Linked DNA regions of Sus scrofa: region 1 is linked to region 2. Evidence: chromatin contacts called from public HiChIP or PLAC-seq data. All regions are on one chromosome and are shown on one strand. The core of a region is the stretch at or near the end of the contact, and the rest is flanking DNA. Distances in the headings are between cores, read along the strand shown. Region 1 has its middle 67 kb from the start of HEPACAM2. Region 2 overlaps CDK6 (a long non-coding RNA gene).

Region 1 (6,460 bases), core at 754-3,253, 450 kb after region 2:
CACATGATCAACATTCATAAATAATGTTAAAGGGTTTCCCAAAGTTGCACCTGTTTATGTTCCCGTTAGTAACGGATCAAGAGTTTTCTTATTTTACATTCTTGCTAACCCTTGGTATTATGAGACTTTCTAATTTTTGTTGTTCAAGTAGGTTTGAAATTTTATCTTATTGTGGTTTTCATTTTTTTTTTCACTTTGGCAACATTAAATTACAGATGACTCAGTGATTTAAATGTAATGAATTCATTAATACACTCTCAGAAAACATGACCAAGTTTTAAAAATATTAAAGTGGGGAAGACAAAGATAAGCCCTAAAAGGCATATAGAGAAAAAGCTAATACATTTGAGTTGCATAAACATGTAAATCACTTTGCAAAATTTTTCATAAAATAAGCCAAAAGAGCACCAATCAACCAGGAAAACTGTAACACCTTTAATACTAGTATAGAACTAATTTTCTAATTTACAAAGAATCTTTACAAATCAGTACAAAAAAACTTTAATAGCTCAATAAAAATGTAAGCAAAAGATATAAAAGGGATTTTCAAGGAAAAAATATTGATAAGCAATATATTCAACTTCACTCATAATTAAATGTATCAAAATAGTATAAAATATCACTTTTTTCATATCTGTTGCCAAATTGAAAAAATTTAATACCTGGTGTTGGGGAAGGTGTGGGAAAACAAGCTAACCCATATACTGTAGAAATGTAAATGAGAGAAATTCAGCAATGTTTCTCAAAACTATAAATATTTAAAATAAAGAAAAAAAAGACGAGAAAAAAACACAGGAGACTATGAAGATAGGCAAAATTTCTTAAGCAGGATATGAAAAGTGCTAATGATAAAGGAAATTTTTGATAAATTAGACCATACATATATATTGAGATCAAGTAAATGGAACTCTTATACACTGATTGTGAGGAGATGGAGATATATATATATATATATATATATCTCCATCTTGGAAAACTTTGTCTACTTAAGCTGAACATTCTGGTCTATTCAAGGAAGAAAAATGCAAGTGTCTACAAAAAGACATGTATAAGAATGTTCACAGCAGCTTGATTCATACTTACTAACTATGTTGATAACATCATGCCAAATGGACTTAGTGTACAGGAAATAATTTGGACTTCTTAGTAAGAAAAACATATGCCAGAAGGTGAAGATACACTGCAAAATCAGGGGTCTGTCACACTGATGAAAATTTTAGGGATCTCTTGGTCTGCAGAGTCTAGAGGAAGAAAGAGCTCTGCAGAAGATCCAAACCATGGTGTAAGGCCGCACAATCCTGCAGATCTCATAATGCTAGCAGTGTCCATTGTGGGTAAAAATGTTCCATGGGGTCCCTCAAAAGGCCTAAAAGGAGAGGCACATTATATGTTCCCCAGGATTCTTATAACAGCAGGGCTTTTGATTTCTGAAAAGAAGCCCTAGAGACTTCTTTTTTTTTTTTTTTTTTTTTTTGTCTTTTTGCTATTTCTTGGGCCGCTCCCTCGGCACATGGAGGTTCCCAGGCTAGGGGTCCAATCGGAGCTGTAGCCACCGGCCTACACCAGACCCACAATAACGCAGGATCCAAGCCGAGTCTGCAGCCTACACTACAGCTCACGGCAACGCAGGATCGTTAACCCACTGAGCAAGGGCAGGGATCGAACCCGCAACCTCATGGTTCCTAGTCGGATTCGTTAACCACTGCTCCACGATGGGAACTCCCCTAGAGACTTCTGACCACGTGATGTCAAATGACTCAGTTTTACAACCCAAGCTATGTGTTATCGGAGTCAATGAACCATGAGGTTAAGCTGGGCAACAGCACTCTTTCAAATGCTAGAATGGTACCTTTAGGTCATATCTCAGCAGGTCCAGAGGTCTCACGAGTAATCGAAGAAATGGCCCATCAGTCTCAGAAACAGGCCCAGAATTCCACATCATCTCTCTCAGTTGCACTATTGCCTCTCCCTCAAATTATACTTATGATGTCATGGGGATTTTTCATGACCAACTGAGAGAAAAAGTAGAAGATAAGGTTTGGTTCACAGATGAGTCAGCTCAATATATTGGCACTAACTAAAAATGAACTATTACCACACTAGAGCAACACTCAACAGTAACCTTGACAAAAAATAGTAAAGAGAAATCTGCCCAGTGGGCAGATAAAAAAAAATTTTATATGACCATATCAATTGAGTAAAGGCATTTGGCAAAATCCAACTTCTATTTATGATAAACACTCTCAGAAAACTAGGTGTAGTAGAGAAGTCTCTCTGCTTGTTAAGGAACATCTACAAAAAACCAAGAACTAATACGACTTAATGGTAAGAAACTGGATACGATTTCCTTGAGATCAAGAACAAGGCAAAGATGTCCTCTCTCACCACTCCTATCCAAAGTTGCATAGAAGTCCGAGTTATTGAATTTACTAAAAAAAATGGTACATAGATTGAGTAAAGATAAATAAATCTCTTAAGACTATTGAAAGTAATAAGGCATTATTGCTGTAACGTAGACTAGAGGTAATGTTGACCTGGTTTGATATGGTGGTGGAGATGGAGCAAAAATGGATTTAAGAGGTAGGAAGTAGAAGCAACAGAGCCTGGAGATGGATTAAATGTACATGGTGAAGGAGAGGGAAACATCAAGGATGATCTTTAGCATTTGATTTGTACAGTAAGATTGGTGTTGGGACCATTTATAAGACTGAAAGAGGCCACAGAGAGGATAAATTTGGAAGGAAGAATCGTGAGTTAGGTTTTGGTTAAACAGAGCTGAGATACCTTAGATGTCTCTAAAAAATGAAGAAATATATGTTTTTCAACTGTATTCCTGGAACTCAGAGGAAAAGTACTGTCTTAGGGTTTGTCAATCATTTGCATATAGGTGGTAATTGAAAACATAGCTATAAAGAATTGCTTGGGAAGAGATTAAGGAGTGAGAAGAGGGTCAAAAACTGAGCTAGATATTTAATGGCCAAGAATAGGAGGATGAGCTGCAGAAGAAACAGAGAAAAGTCTAGAGAAGTGGGGGAAGCCAAGAGTAGTGAGTGTTTCAGGAAGGAGGCATTGGTCAATAGTGTTGACTACTGTTGAGACATGACAATGAATACTGAAAAAAGTCCATGTTTAGTAGCCTGGAGGTCACTGGTGATTTTACAGAGAGCTCTTTTAATAGAGTGATAGGGGTACATACCAGATTGGAGTGAGTTAAGGACTGAATAGGAGGTATGAAAAATTTAGAAATTAAAAAGCTTGACTGTGAGGTGAGAGATGGATATAAGATTATAGTTTGCTAGAAGTGAAGAGGTAGAGGGTATGGGTTTGACTGAGGAATTATTATTATCATTATTTTGGATATCAGACACAAGTACATTTTAAAGCTGGTGGAACACAATTCATTGATAGGAAAGACTGAAGGTACAGAAAAGAAGAAAAGGGTAACAGATGGTGTAAAATTCTTGAATAGGTAACAGAGGGTAGATGCGAAAGCAGAGGTAAAGAGCTTAGGCCCCTCTATGATAACTAGAGAAATGCAGACCAGGATGGAAGAATAAAGGAGGTGTGTTTTGTTTTAGAATGATGGCGTTTCCATCTGGTGGCTTCTATTTTCTCTGCAAAGTACTATCTCATTTATTGTGACTGGTGTATATGAAAAATATGACAATCTCAGTACATTTATAAATTTCATTTTCTAGGCACATAGCTGTTCAGTTTTGTGGGTTATGAATTTTTTTTTTCTTTTTAGGGCTGCACCTGTGGCATATGGAAGTTCCCAGGCTAGGGGTCCAATTGGAGCTGCAGCTGCCAACCTACACCACAGCCACAGCAAGTAGGATCCAAGTTGTGTCAGTGACCTGCCACAACTGTGACCTACACCACAGCTCACAACAACGCTGGATCCTTAACTCACTGAGTGAGGCCAGGGATTGAACCCTCATCCTCTTGAATACTAGTTGGGTTTGAAACCCACTGAGCCACAATGAGAACTCCCATATGGATTTTATTTTGGTGTGCTATTACACACTATTTATTTTTCCTCTTTAAGGTTTTAAGAGTTTCTAAAAAGACCTGAAATCTTTCCATAAGGTTAAAAATCACAGAAATTATAACTAAAGGTGATTTTCTCTTTTTGATGTGTTTTTAAATGTATCATATTCCATCTCACATGTATAATGCATCATTCTTTGCAATAATACTGTAATAAATATTCTTATACATGTGTCTTCGTCTCTCATAACTTATTAAAAATGGATTATTGGATTAAAGAGTCTAAATATTTTAAAATCTAATGCAAACTGTCAAATTGCCCTCCAGAAAGGCATTTTGTTCATTTTGTCTGACCCAAAAGGCAAAATATAATAGTGATAAATATGCTAATTTAAAATTAGATTATTTTTCACAATACTTAGATTTTATGCTTAATCCAACACTTTCTAATTTGGAACCATAGGTGGCACTAAAGGATCAGGGAATGGAACTACTTCCAGGCTCTTCGGTTGGAACGGACATTGAATGAATATCTCAGTCACAGTCTTCCATAGCAGACAAGCAATCAACAATGATAGAAAAAAATCCTTCTTATTCCTAACATTATTTATAAAGCAAACCTAGCCCATATTCTTTTTTTTTTTTTTGTCTTTTTGTTATTTCTTGGGCTGCTCCCGCGGCATATGGAGGTTCCCAGGCTAGGGGTCTAATAGGAGCTGCAGCCACTGGCCTATGCCAGAGCCACAGCAACTCGGGATCCGAGCCGCGTCTGCAACCTACACCACAGCTCACGGCAACGCCGGATCATTAACCCACTGAGGGAGTTCAGTGACCAAACCCGCAACCTCATGGTTCCTAGTCGGATTCGTTAACCACTGCGCCACGACGGGAACTCCATAGCCCATATTCTAATGTAAGATTTTTTAGTATTAATCGTCATATTTGAGCCTAACAATGAAGACTATTTGCATTTATTTTGTCTTTTAGACTGTGGAGTATGCTTCACCATGCCATTTGCAAACTATTCCTTAAAACAACAAATTGTCTTATGCAGAACCTTTCATTCTTCTGCTTTTATAACTTCTATTTTTTTTTTCCAAGAAGAAAATATGTATCAGAGTTCCCTTTGTGGTTAAGAACATGGCATAGTGTCCATGAGGATGGGCATTCAATCCTCGGCCTCGCTCAGTGGGTTAAGGATCCTGTGTTGCTTCAAGCTATGGCATAGGTCACAGATGCAGCTCAAATCTAGTGTTGCCAAGGCTATGGCATAGGCCAGCAGCTGCAGCCCCAATTCGACCCCTGGTCCAGTACTTCCATATGCCACAGGTGCAGCCATAAAACAAAACAGACATATATTTATGAGTCAGAAAGGCAAAAAACTGGCATGATCTGATCATGAAAATGAGCACTGTAAAATTCTGGAAAGTTTACATGACATACTTAATCTGCTAAGCTGTATGGTGACTTTTTAAGTTTGCAGTGTGAAAATTTTATTTTAAACAAAATGCATAAATACCAAAATGATGTGTCCTGGTGGAGATGGTTTTGCATGCCCCCACCACCCCTCTTTACACTCTTAGTGGGAGTTGCTCAGTTATTCTTGCCATTTGTGTGACTTCTTTCCCAGCACTTCTAGATTTCAATAGACCAGTGACTGAGAAGCAAACAGGCTTTGCAGAGTGCTTTCTTTTCTTAGAAGACCAAATGGCCCCTGCTGGTCAGATGAAATGTACACACATTAAACACTGCTTGCGTTGATTTAGTTTGAAATGACAATCTGGGAGTTGGCTTTCCATCTGTAACCCACTTTAGCAGTAACAGTAGAAAATGTTTTCACCACCCTCAGTTTATAGCTGGGAGATAGGAAGAGGAGAGAAGCGCTGGGAAACACACATGCTAGTGCCTTTTTGAAGGTATGTCACAAAATGCTAACCTTACCACTTGTCACTTGCAATGAAAATACATCAGATGCAGAGGACATAAGACTTGAGTCTACTCATTAAAACTAGTTAACACTAGCTTAAACAGGTAACCTCTGCTTCAGAGAACTTTCAGAGCCACATTAAACACACACATACACACACACACATATACACATCCCTCTTTTCACCTGGACCTTCTTGTTTCTATATAAATAAAGGTTTCACTAACAACATTGTGGAGCAGTTTGGTATCAGAATTAAGAGTTAAAGATCTGGGACTTCCCGTTGTGGCTGGCGCAGTGGTTAACGAATCCGACAAGGAACCATGAGGTTGCGGGTTCGATCCCTGGCCTTGCTCAGTGGGTTAATGATCCGGCGTTGCTGTGAGCTGTAGTGTAGGTCGCAGACGCGGCTCGGATCCCGCGTTGCTGTGGCCCTGGCATAGACTGGTGGTTACAGCTCCGATTCGACCCCTAGCCTGGGAACCTCCATATGCCTCGAGAGCAGCCCAAGAAATGGCAAAAAGACAAAAAAACAAACAAAAA
Region 2 (7,187 bases), core at 4,300-6,799:
CAGAGTCCTGCTTTGTAAGGCGCGGGCTCCAACAGGCAGCAGGACAACACACCCTGTGTGGACGGACCATCCAGGCTGGGCAGACCTCCGTCCTGCTATGCCATCGACTGGGAGTAAGCCCCGAGGGTAACACTAACTCAGCCTTAGGGTTCTTTGGGTTGTTCCTTAAAAGTCCCAAGACACATCACTTAGATACTGAATTACAATGAAAAATATCCACATGTGATCCAGCAAGTCCACTCCTAAGTATTCATCTGGAGAAAATGAAAACACTACTTTGAAAAAATATATGCACCCCTATGTCCATTATATTATTATTTACAATAGCCAACATATGGAAGCAACCTGAGTGCCCATCAATAGAAAAACTGATAAAGAGGTTGCGGTGTGTATGTGTGTATGTAAGTTTAAAAGTTCTTTCCTTTTTAAAGTAGAAAAACCCCTACAACATCTCGGAGCTTTGGTGAACAAACATGGAGAGCTGCCAGTCTAAAGTTCTCGAAATAAAAATAGCAAATAGAAGACACTGACTGCTAAGCACTTCTCAGTTACATCAAGCATTTTTACAGACACACACATAGGAATATTACTCAGCCATAAAAAAGAATGAAATCTTGGCATTTGTGACAACACAGATGGACCTTAGAGGGTATTATGCCAAGTGAAATAAGTCAGACATATAAAGACAAATACTGTATGATTTCACTTATATGTGGAATGTAAAAAACAAAAACAAATGAAATAGAGTCACAGATATAGAGAACAAACAGGTAGTTGCCAGAGGGGTGAGAAGTGGGGAGAGGCAAGAAATAGGTGAGGGAGATGAAAAGGTACAAACGTTCAGTTACAAAATAAATGGTATGAAATGTACAACGTGGGGAATACAGTCAATAACTATGTAGTATCTTCGGTGACGAATGGTAGCTGGACTTAACGGTGATCATTGTGAAATGCAGAAAAATATAAATCTCTATGTTGTGTGTCAGGAACCAACACGTGTTGAGATCAATTATATTAAAAAACAAACTCATAGAAAGAAGAGATCAGATTTGTGGTTATCAGAGTTGAGGGGTGGGGAGAGGGAGAAGTGGGTGAAGGTCAAAAGGTACAAACTTCTTTTTTTTTTTTTTTGTCTTTTGTCTTTTTGTCTTTTGTTGTTGTTGTTGTTGTTGCTGCTATTTCTTGGGCCGCTCCCGCGGCATATGGAGGTTCCCAGGCTAGGGGTTGAATCGGAGCTGTAGCCACCGGCCTACGCCAGAGGCCACAGCAACGCAGGATCCGAGCCGCGTCTGCAACCTACACCACAGCTCACGGCAACGCCAGATCATTAACCCACTGAGCAAGGGCAGGGACGGAACCCGCAACCTCATGGTTCCTAGTCGGATTCGTTAACCACTTCGCCACAACGGGAACTCCACAAACTTCTGATTATAAGATAGGCAGACACTAGGAATGTAATGTACAACATGATAAATATAATTAACATTGCTGTACCTTATATATGAGAAGTTAAGAGAGTAAATCCTAAGAGTTTAATCACAAGGAAAAATTTTGTTTTAACTTTGTATCTATGAGTTGATAGCTGTTCACTAAATTTTCTGTAATAATCATTTCATAATGTATTTAAGTCAAATCATTATCCTGTACACCTTAAACAGTGCTTTATGTCAATTATATATACATAAAACTGGAAGAAAAAAAGAAAAAAATGTCCATGAATTAAATACATTTTCCGTACCTACGCTTACAAACGTCTTTTAACTCCCAGAGTTAATCAGCCTTTGGGTACTAATGATATGCAGAAAATGACAAACTTTTGCTTTTTAAGCAAAACCACTATTTTTCATCAAATCTAAGATGCAACCTGCTACCAACAGATTCCAATTTACATCCTGATTCTATAAATAAGCAAAAATGAAAAAATACATGTGCCTCTTGGAAACGCTGACACATGTTAGAACAGCTGGTAAAATAGCTACTTTCTTGTTGAGGACAGTGAAATTCGAAAGTGTACTGGGTTCAGACGCTACTCATTGTTAACTCTGGAACTTAGATCTTCCGTTCCCTTATAGAACCATTTTGTTTCTCAGTTCACTGAATACATAGTTACTGAAAGTTTTTTCCTTTTGAAAGTACCAAAAAAATCCCACAACATCTCAGAGCTTTGGTGAACACACATGGAGAGCTGTCAGTCTAAAGTTCTTGAAATAAAAACAGCAAACAGAAGACACTGACTGCTAAGCACTTTTCAGTTACAACATGCATTTCTTGAAAACTAAGGAATGGCGCAACTTTTTTTTTTTTTTTTTTGGCTTTTTAGGGCCGCACCCTTGGCATATGGAGGTTCCCAGGCTAGGGGCTGAAACGGAGCTGCAGCTGCTGGCCTACACCTCATGGCAATGCCGGATCCTTATCCCACTGAGTGAGGCCAGGGATCGAACCTGCGTCCTCATGGATGCTGGTCAGATTCGTTTCCACTGAGCCATGTTGGGAACTCTAGTGCAACCTTATTAAAGAGTTGTTCTGGAAAATTCAGTCAAGAGGGTTATGGGGTCAACTCTTTTGACATAATTTGGTGACCAGACCTCTGGCTTCCTTTGTCTATCAGTGGTCTGAGGAGCATGTTAGGAAGCTGATAAAAATAGCTTCAGTTAAACTCCAGTCTCTCTCTTCCCTCAAGAAAAGCTTTCTTGCTTAGCAGTGTTACTGGAGAATTTGGGCTTGGTACTTAGAGCCTTCCTGTACTCACTGGAAAACTGGAGTCAGGGCCTCAGGCACCACCAGCCTCATGTCTAATGATCACATCAGACAGCAGGCTTCAACCGCTTTGTACAATTTCCTCTGTCTCCCCCTCTTTTCTGCAGTTTTTTTGTTGTTGTTTCGTTGTTATGGGTAGTGACAGTTTCTGGTTTCTTTCGTTTATCAACGGTTTCCTTTACCACAGCCTCTATTCCTCCCCTCCCACTGGAAGCCTGGCACGACTGGACGCTGGAAGAAAAACCACAACTGAATAGCCTGGCACTTACTTTAACAGTCATTTCCAACCACAGATTAATACTATTACTGGATTTGACTAACGGCTCTCAATCAGCCCAACTGTCATCACTTGAGAACATGTGAGCCAGTGGAAGCCAAAAAAGGGAAAATATAAGCAAATCCACATCATGCTTATAGTTTTACTGATTTCTCATCTTTGGAATCCAGAGGAACTATTCTGAATCTCCTCTTCTTGGTTCTCCTTCAGAATCAGTGTCCTGTATGGATCCAGAGATAAGGCAAACCCCAGCTCCAACTAGCTGGAGGCTTACGTCAGCTGGTGCGGTTGCCATGGACACCAGTGAGCATAAGGGGGCACCTGCTCTGTTGCCGTGGAGTGCGTGTGCATCCTGCACTGTCAGGCCTAGAAGCTGCACTGGCTGCTGGTGTTCACGTAGGTTAAGGACCCGGCATCAAGGTTCATACAAAGGGGTCCTGTAGGAGGCTCTGTGTTGACAGTGCTGGTGCTCCACGCTGGCCTGTCACAATCAGGGTCCAGGCTTTTCTTCTCATTTATTTTGACGCACCAGAGCTAGCACAGGTGGTAGGGTTTTCTGATAAAGACTAAAAGAGGGTGGTAAGGCGTATCATATGGGCTACGAGTGGCTCCACTAAAATCAGGTTCTATCCGAAATCAGAGCTTTCTGCATTAACAAAAACTGCATCATACAACAGGAAAGGCTTTGGAAAGCCGTTAGTGATCCCCATCTTTTGGTCCTGAAAGAATCTAACCTATCTGTGGAGAGAAGAGGATCTGAATCACTATTATTTTCTGATTTAACAATGGTTGGATCCCACTCTGAGTGTTGTGTACACATTAATCCCAGTCTTTTTCCCTAAAAATGTGTTGAAAGTCATGTGATGAATACATATGTCACTGGTGGGAAAATAAAATAGAAAAATCTTTCTGGAGGGCAATTTGGCTCCAGGTATCAAAGGTTTGAGGGTTTAGAATATTCTTTACCTCACCATTCCACTTCTAGGAATTAATCCTAATTCCTGGGAAAAGTGGTGGGAATGAGGGAAACCTTAATTACAAGAACACAGATAACGATCTCGCTTTTAAAAAGGCTTGTGAATTTCACTCACCAAATATTTACTACTTGCCTACCAATATTTAAATACAAATAAATAAGATCATGATTTTTTTATATGAGAAAAACAAGTTACAAAAAGCATGAGCTCATTTAATAAGAAAATCAAAAGATTATAACATACAGGCAAAACAATCAAGACACCTGTTAAGTAATTATTAATGGTCATCTCTTGGCTCCTGGTTGATGGTTTTCTTTCTTCTTCTTTCTCCTCACCTTGAAAAATAAGTATTTTATAGAGCTTTTTTGACATTATATAAATTTCTTGATCTGCATCAAAATATGTTCACTCAAAGTTTTAGCATCATTGATACTTTTCTAAATCTACCATTCTATCTATATTTATTAGTTGGCATTCTAAATTAAGAAAGAGCTTTCCCTTCTCTGCCATTTACTTGTCCACTTCTAAGTATGGACTCACGAACTTGTGTTTTATTTAATGGGTTTAATCCATTTCTATAATTATATATGTTGATGCTCAAATTATTTCAGAATTATCTAATGGTTCCCTTTAAGCTGAATCCTGTGCACTTCTGACATGTTACCATAATTTTTTTTAGCATCTTCTTACTTTCTGGTACAATAAGATGCTCTAGGCTTATCCTGTACGCTTTACTCATATTTTAAAAAAAGTTTTACAGTAAACTAACACGACTTTTGTTAAATGAAGAACACAATGCATACTATTTAAAAAAGAAATCTTATATTAAATGTAAGATTTTAAAAAAAAGTCTAGATTACTGACTTTCTATGGTTCAGAAACATTAAAAGCAATCGAGCTCCTCTTTGAATTCCAAGCGAGATGGAAAAGGGGAGCATCAGCCTCACAAATCTGTATGAAAGGCAATTACGTCCAGCAAGATCATTAAATGCTCAAGTCATTGCTTTTTTTCTTGGTCAAGTCCTGTCAACCTGCCACTAAATGAAAGGGAACAGTTAAAGTACATTCTGTTCAGTAAATGTCTCATAGCTGAATGTCGCCTCACTTCCCCCCTCAGATTAACTGCATAGAAAAATGAGGGGGACAAAATCATTTTCATCTGTGATTGAGTTTCTTCCTGCTGACTGTTTGGAGTTTCCCTATGAGTTGTTGTGAGCCACCTCTTCCTGTGGTTCCAAACAAGAATCTCTGACAGCTGATTACACCCTGGGGACTGCACTCTGGATTCTGTGAGGTACTAAGGACAATGACACAGGGGTCCCCAATTCCTGCCTGTCACAGTTAGTAGAGCCCTCACCTGGAGTGCCTGTCTGGCTTCTCTACTCTTGCTAGATGGGTTTGCTGAAACTCACTGTATGCTCAGCCTCTAACCAGACTCCTGGATCAGTTTTAGCCTTTGTGGTGACTGTGGTGGGGTGGAGGGGAAGAGACACCAGGAACCCTGCGACAATTAGTCACTACTTCAATATTGAGTCATGTGGCCATCCTGCCCAGTCGGCTGTGACCTAAGTTCATACTTTGTGCTCTTAGGCATGAGGCTTTGCCTAAACCTCAGCACTACAGGTCCTATGTTTTTTGACTCTGAGTTCTTCTTCTTCTTCTTCTTTTTTTTTTTTTGTCTTTTTAGGGCCACACCCGAGGCATTGGGAGGTTCCCAGGCTAGGAGTCTAATCTGAGCTGTAGCCGCTGGCCTATGCCACAGCCATAGCAATGCAGGATCCGAGCCGCGTTTGCAACCTACACCACAGCTCATGGCAACACTGGATCCTTAACTCACTGAGCCAGGCCAGGGATCAAACTTGTGTTCTTATGTATACCAGTCACATTCATTTGTGCTGAGCCACGACAGGAACTCCATTTTTGACCCTGAATTCTTCAAATGCCTAGGGTTACCTCTGACAAGAAGTCACCCCTTATCCTGTTCTAGAAAAATGATGCCCCAAGGCACTTTAACAGTATGAACAAAAATAACAGTGGCCAAGTTTTGCTAAGCATAGGCAGTGCGAAACAAAAACTCACTACTTTACATGTGCTGTTTTATTTAACCTCAGATTAACACTAGGTGAGAGGTCTATATTAATATCCTCATTTTACAGTTGAGGAAACTGAGGTCGAGAGATGGTTAATAATGAGTCACCATTAGCCAACTAAGAAGTGACAGAGATGAAACTAGATGCTCCAAAGCCAGAGCTTGCAACCACTTCACTAGACTGCAGCCTCAGAGATGGAACTGTTAGTGGATTGGAGACTCTGAACAAAAATTCCAGGTTTTTTTTTCTTTAAAGAAAAAGTAATGAATGGAAACCACTCTGGTAAGCTGGATGTTGAGACCAAGTGGTGTTGCTTATTTGAATCTAAGAGAGGGATGGAGGGATCCTAAGGAACCGTGAGTCCACTAAGAACACGAAACAAGTCTGCCACACGGGACTTCAAGTATTCCTTCATTCCTTCAGCATCTTGAGAATCTGGAAGGCTCTTCACTGCTGAGTGCAGGGAACATAGGAATGAGGGAACTGATGTGGTCCCTGATCTTGTAGGGCTTATAGTTCAGATACGGAGAAAGGAAAGCAATCTGTAAAGGGTGAGTATTATGAAGAAAATAAGATGCTCTGGTGAAGAACAGTGTGGTTAGGAAAGGCCTCTCTAAGGAGGTGACATTTAACCTAAAGGATGACACAGAAGAGGAAGAGCTGATGAGGTCTATTCATTTCTCTTTCATCTTTAGCAACAACTGGAATTTTCAAGTGCTTTTCAAGGGTTGTTGACAACTCGGGTTCTGTTAAGCAGGTCAACCACTGCCTTACAATCCCATATGCTTTATCACTAATGCCTTCTCCACCCAGTTCAAAACATCACAAATATGACACAAATGAGATTTGACTATCCAGTCTAGAACGATCCTCATTTTTTTCCCCCTCCATACAAAGAAGCACTTCAGAATCAGGGACAAGACGAATGCTCTTTGCATCTCGCAGAGTTCATCCAAGTGTACTAGTTGTTTCTCCCCCGTGGAACTGTCCTATCAGCTTTAGGAAAGATGATGAAAGAAAAGAAATGGGCCCAGAGGATCCAGAGAAAACAAGGCCACACTTGCTTTTCATGTGGGCCCTTAGTGG

Evidence for each region. HiChIP or PLAC-seq counts read pairs in DNA pulled down with a chosen protein or histone mark.
Region 1: an H3K27ac HiChIP or PLAC-seq map of alveolar macrophages shows a contact between it and region 2. The contact joins two enhancer-like sites. A contact is called at or near these places in 1 of 5 promoter capture datasets (fetal liver) and 1 of 2 datasets of contacts at active chromatin or transcription factors (alveolar macrophages).

What each region holds. Positions count from the first base shown.
Region 1 is chr9:73,005,093-73,011,552 of Sscrofa11.1, forward strand. No RefSeq gene overlaps it. Among named protein-coding and RNA genes, the nearest start is that of HEPACAM2, 67 kb to the right of the region's middle. Within about 2 kb of position 2,004, at least 3 of the 83 cell types and tissues checked have an H3K27ac peak or open chromatin away from gene starts, as enhancers often do. A contact at or near this core is called in alveolar macrophages, where this site is marked.
Region 2 is chr9:72,555,727-72,562,913 of Sscrofa11.1, forward strand. The region is part of intron 5 of CDK6 (a long non-coding RNA gene); the gene reads right to left. Among named protein-coding and RNA genes, the nearest start is that of FAM133B, 55 kb to the left of the region's middle. Within about 2 kb of position 5,550, at least 27 of the 83 cell types and tissues checked have an H3K27ac peak or open chromatin away from gene starts, as enhancers often do. A contact at or near this core is called in alveolar macrophages, where this site is marked.